2 separate regions of the Callithrix jacchus genome follow, and region 1 is linked to region 2. A link is a contact called in public Hi-C data. All regions are on one chromosome and are shown on one strand. Each heading gives the region's core, a stretch centred on a gene start, on an enhancer-like site or on the middle of the called end of the contact. The rest is flanking DNA. Distances are from core to core; before and after follow the strand shown.

Region 1 (2,852 bases), core at 37-2,536, 160 kb before region 2:
GCACTGAGCCAGTGATAGAGAACTGAATTCGATTCAGGTTGGTTATAATCCTGATTTCCAATATTAGAGTATCAGACTCCCAGTCTATCTCTCAGGAAATGAAACGACCCTCCCAAGCTTCCTTTCTGTGCTATATCCATCTCTCATACTACCCCGCCTCAAAAATAGACTTTCCAACATTTCTAACAACAAATTCCTTGAGTGAAGGATCCACACCTCATTCTTACTTCATTGTCATCTACAGCGTTGGCATCACGTCAGAATCATTCTTCAGTAAATGTTGGCTGAAAGAGTAGAGGATGAATGGAGGCTCCGGTGGGTATCTGTAAGGTTCTAAAGGAAATTAATATCTAGTATCAATTTTACTTACACAAGAAGAAATCATATGAGCAGCTACTGGCCTTAATGCTTTATCTCGTGCCCTCTGAACAGACCCTTTAGAGCAGGTATTGGCAAATCAGGTAGTATATTTTAAGCTTTGTGGGTCATAAAGTCTCTGTCACAACTATTTAACTCTTATCATTCTTGCATGGCAGCAGCCATGGACAATATGTAAATGATGACCCTGTTGCAATAAAACTTTGTTTATGATCACCAAATTTTGAATTCATATAATTTTCATATGCCTGAAATAGTCTTCCACTTTTAAACCATGAAATACTGCAAAAACTGTTCTTAGCTTGTGAGCTGTACAAGAACAGGCAGCAAGCTGTAGTTGCTAACCTGTGGCTTAGACAGGCAAACATAGGATCAGAAGCACTGAATAAGGCCGTAAAACTGTGTGGTAGAAACCCATACAGAAGGGAAAGTCCAGGGTGGAACGTAAGAGGCTGTTACTTTTCTTTTAACGTCCCCGTTTTTCCTCCCTCGGATCATTCCATATCTTTTTCCTGTAAGCTTTGCCGGGATTATTCTCAATCAATGTGCCTATCTTCTCATACCTCCAGCGTTCTCTCTCTCGTGGCCATTTGCATTAAAATTAAGGGTTTGGGGAAGACTGAAAAACAGTCAAGACCCAAAGTAATAGCTTTCTCATGAGGCGTTTACACGCATTGAGAGATATCGTTCCATCGGTGTGAATACGTCTCTATGTACCCACCTGATGAAATATAATACTGGCTTCTATACCCCTCACAAAAGAAGCAGGCTTCCTGTTTGCGTGACTTGGGGGCGACTCCTGCTTTTCCCTGGCTGCCCATTAGTTGGCGCCTTTTGCCGTCCTTTTTCCCCAAGCCGGCTTTGGGGGCCGCGGTCGCTCGGCAGCTCGCGGGTCACATGGCCCGCCAGAGCGAGGGGAGCCCTGCGCCAAAGCTGCTCGGCTGGAGGAGGAGGCGAGGCTCCGGCGCGCACCCAAACCGCGCTGCGCCCGCTCCTTCCGGGCCCCGGCGATGGCGCCTCCACCGGGCTGAGCCAGCCAGCCTGGGCGACACCTGAGGCGGCCCTCGGCGCGCGCAGGGGACCGAGCTGACCGCCCAACCGGGTAGGTTTCCGCTGCGCACCATCTGCCCAGCCCTTTTTGGCACGGTGGTCGGAACCCTGGAGAGACACCAGAGCCAGGGGACAAGGATTAGGGGTGGCCACAGCTGGCACAAGGAGGGCGGCTGGGGGTTGGGGAGAGGCATCGCAGAGGGCCTTTGCCTCGGGCCGTGCGCCTCGGGCAGGCGGGCTGCCTAGCGGCCCTGCCCGCAGCTCCGACCGCCTCCTGCCAGAGGAATGCTAGGACCCCGAAGGGCGTTCCTCGCGCGGCCGGGGCCCGAGTCAGTGCCGGGATGGAGGAGTGTCGCGGGGGCGCCTCCCTGGCACTCGACCGCGCCTGCTGCACTGACAGGTCAACAGAAAGACGCTAGCGGGGCGCGTGCCAGCCTGGGTAAGACCCTCGCCGAGCCTAGCAGGGCCGAAGCGCCAAGGGGCCTGGCGCCTAATGGCCGCCCGCAATCAGGGGACCCTCGCGGCGCGTCCACACCTTGGGTGAGCCGAGAGAGCCGAGAGCGCGGCCGCGGTGTTGGGTTTCTGCGGGCGACCTCGCAACCAAGGGCTGGGGGTGAGCGACTGGGCAGGGGAGGGCGTCCCTCCCGGCACCAGGAAAAACCAGCAGAAGAGAAGGAGTGCAACGATGAAGACTGGCAGCTCGGCCTACGGGTGGGAAACTGAGGCTCAATTGTGGCAGGGACTGCCCAAGGTCAGCGACAGACTCTAGATTCATGGCCCTGGACATCGTCCCCCATTCTTTTTCCAAGAGGGAGGGTTAAATTAGGTCTACCTGGGCGTGTCTCGCCCTCTTCCTGGCCCTTGGCTCGGGCGTCGCCTGTGCCGCACTGCGCTCGCAGTGCCTTGGGGCGTGAGCTAGTGCAGGGTCGTTGTGACCCGCATCCCTCGCTCGGCCCACGCTCTCTCCCGGCAACCACAGGGCGGCTCCAATGATGATCTCACCATGCGGACCATTAGCAACACATGCAGGTGTGTGTCTGTGTGCATGTGTGTGCTTCTCCAAGAAAACTAATCCTTCTAAGGAGAAATAGTTTTTTTAAAGGGGTGGATTTCTAGAATTCACTGCACTGCATACTTTATGAGAAGAGAAGAGAAAACTAACATTATTAGAATTATTAGAATGTTGTAAGGATAACGCTTATTAGAAAACATCCAAGAAACAAAAATCCAAAGGAGAAAATAAAAGGGAAATAAAATATAAATAACTTAAACTTCTAGATGGTTTAGATTGTCTGCATATCTTAAAATTTTCTTTGTGTATATACATTTGAAGTTTTAAACAAAAAATATGGACCAAAAATGGTATCTTGTCTTAATTTGCATGTCTTTGATTATCCATAGGAATTGACACTTTATCCTCTGTG
Region 2 (2,812 bases), core at 217-2,716:
ACATTATGTGAAGAGGAACAGGGGCTCCAGAAGGCAGAGTGAAAAAGGGTGGGAGGAAAGCTGTGGGAGGATGAGCCAGGATGGAAAGTACAGAACAATATGGGAATGAGATTATGGAGACAGGATGCCAGAAAGGCTTGCATTTTGGTGACTGCAAGCAATCTAGGGATTAGAGTTATGGAAGCAATTGGCTTAAAGGTTTGAATCAGAACTGTAGAACAAAGCAGTTTTGGTACTGGTTTCCATCCAAATGTTCTGTTAGTCTGTTTTCTCTCTACCTTCTTAAGACATTTTAATTAGAGAAACAGCAGATTCTTACCCAGAGAGACCAGGTTTCCATAATTCTCCATCATGACATCTTTATACAGGCTTCTCTGAGCTGGGTCCAGATAATCCCACTCCTCCTGGGTAAAAAACACAGCCACATCCTCAAATGTCAGCAACCCCTGAAATAGTATGATTTCTGCAGTCAGTTCTTGTCTCAAGGACAATTCTACCACTGAAAGTGGCAGAGGCAATCACTTATCAGGGCCAAGTAGGCCAGGAGGAACATGATAACTGAAAGTTCCATATGGTGCCCAATTCTGGGAACGAACTGCAACTGACAGGCATCTCAGATTAGAAAGGACCTAAGGATAAGGCTTTTCTCATTTAATAATTATGCCCTAACAGTTTAATGTTAGTGAACTGCCCCAAGGCATCTCCAAGCTTCCCTCATCTCACTGCCTGCTACAATTCTCCATTTGCACTAGCTTGTGACTCTATGCAATTCCTTGAGGTTCTCTAAGCGAATTCCTTGGGTCCAGGCACTGTGCCAGGAACAGAAGACACAAGGGAAGGTCAAAAATGGTGCTTCACCTGAAGAACTCACAAATGAGAGAGCTAGCCTGAAGCATTACTTATTTTCTCAAGCCGATTTATAAAGCCTCTCTAGAAAAAGGAAAAAAAAAAGGAGCCAGTGGGCAGTTTGTTCACGAACCGCACCCCAACTCACTAGTGGGGAGTTCCTTGCAAGGCGCTGGCCCTTAAGAGGCAGTCAGGAGGTTGGTGGGGAGCCTGGGGGAGAAAGCAATGGTGCGGCCTTGCTAGGGTAGTGGCGAGACAACGGGGATCCCGGGGGGTGCTTACTTACCTTTGGCTCCGGCGGGGGACTCGGGGAAGCCATCTCCCGGCCAGAGAATAAGGGCAGGAATTGGGGGCGGCTGCACGGAAAGGAGCCTCTGGTGAGGCCTAGCCGGCTGCTGGAAATTAGGCCGGACGAAGACGAGGATCCCTGGCTGGGTCTGGCCAGTGACTGCCTCAGCCCCCAGGCGGTCACGACCCCAGTAGCATATTAGACCCGATCCCTGGCTGTCCCCCAACCCCGAACCCCAACCCCCACTCCTGTCTTGTTGCGCAGCCTTTCAGGCCTCGCAAGAGCCTCCTCCCTGCTGCCAGTCCTCCTCCTTTCAGCCAAGTAGCGCTCTGACCGCCCGCCCCCGGACCAGAAGGCGTCACCCGGATCATTCCCGGGACGCCCCTCAACTACAACTCCCGTCATGCTCCGAAAGAGCGCCGCGACCCAGGCGCCGCCGGCAATAGCTACCGGACTACATTTCCCAGAGTGCAAAGGGCGAGGGAGCCTACCGGAAAAAGAAAACGCTTGCCACTGAGCTTGCATCCGATTGGCTGTCTGGGCGCGTCACTGTTGGCTGAGGGCAGCTCTCAGGTCAGCGGATCTCAGCGAAGATGGCCGCGCGATATGTGTCTGGCATTGCCGGAAGAGTCTTCCTGTGGAAAGTCTCAGGGGCACCACGTAGAGAATTTTGGTCTCGATCCAGGTAAAGCTGAAGGGTGGACGGTGGGTCACGTTCAAGGAAAGTTAAGAGGGACGAGTTCAAAAAGAGTGTTACGCCTTCGTGGTCCCGCGCCTGATCAGAGCAAGGACAAAAAGGTCCCGTTAGGGTCCCGAGTTGAGAAGCACTCATTGAGTGGTGGGACCCAATCTCTTCCCCTCTCGGCCTTAGTTTTCTCATCTTATAACGGAAATACCACCCCCTTTCCCTTTCACTTCACTCATTCATTTATTAAGCAAACAGGATTAACCTCATGTGCGAGGCACCCAGTGTGTTGTCTGCAAACACAAAGCGCCTGATAGGCCGGGCGTGGTGGCTCACTCCTGTAATCCCAGCAGTGTGGGAGGCCGAGGCGGGAGGATCACCTGAGGCCAGGAGTTTGAGACCAGCCTGGACAACTTGGCGAAACCCCGTCTCTACTAAAAATACAAAAATTAGCCGGGCGTAGGAATACACACGCCTGTAATCCCAGCTACTCGGGAGGCTGAGGCAGGAGAATCGCATGAACCTGCGAGGCAGAGGTTGCAGTGAGCTGAGATTGCGCCATTGCACTCCAGCCGGGGCACGAGTGAAACTACGTCTCAAACTAAAAAAGAAAGAGAGAAAGAAAGAAAGAAAGAGAAAGCGCTTGGTAAACTAAACTCATTGTTTGCCGCCTGTGTTTCTTCATAAGCAAGGTTCAGAAATGTAGTACGGCCTCCTCATTTTGTGTGTTCATTCACGGAGTCATTCAGGAGATTTCTCAGGGCCAGCATTACTGTAAGCGCCTAGGATACAGCAGGAAAAACAAAATCGCTTCTCATCCTCGAGGTACTCCAAAATATGAGGAAACGGAGGCCCACAGGAGGGAAGTGTTTTTCCCAAAGTCACAAAGCAAGTTAATTGCAAATCTGGATCTAGAACATATGTCTCCTAACTCCCCATCTGTTGCTTTTTCCGCTGCACGGCTGCACCATGTGTAGTTGTTTGAAGGTAAA

The links. Hi-C and Micro-C count contacts between places; a contact is called where the count stands out from the background.
Region 1: a contact with region 2 is called in a Hi-C map of skeletal muscle, with 2.9 times the contacts expected there. The contact joins the promoter of PGAP4 here to the promoter of ZNF189 in region 2. A contact is called at or near these places in 2 of 3 Hi-C or Micro-C datasets (both in skeletal muscle).

Annotation. Positions count from the first base shown.
Region 1 is chr1:149,715,647-149,718,498 of calJac240_pri, reverse strand. It overlaps PGAP4 (post-GPI attachment to proteins GalNAc transferase 4), which reads left to right and starts at 1,286. Exons shown (of 3, transcript XM_017975110.4): 1 at 1,286-1,480; 2 at 2,830-2,852. It overlaps RNF20 (ring finger protein 20), which reads right to left and starts at 2,333. Exons shown (of 22, transcript XM_078373533.1): 1 at 1,964-2,333; 2 at 217-333. The coding sequence starts at 221.
Region 2 is chr1:149,554,795-149,557,606 of calJac240_pri, reverse strand. It overlaps ZNF189 (zinc finger protein 189), which reads right to left and starts at 1,466. Exons shown (of 3, transcript XM_009000388.5): 1 at 1,133-1,466; 2 at 320-401. The coding sequence starts at 1,165. MRPL50 (mitochondrial ribosomal protein L50) reads left to right here and starts at 1,712. Exons shown (of 2, transcript XM_002743160.7): 1 at 1,712-1,820. The coding sequence starts at 1,729.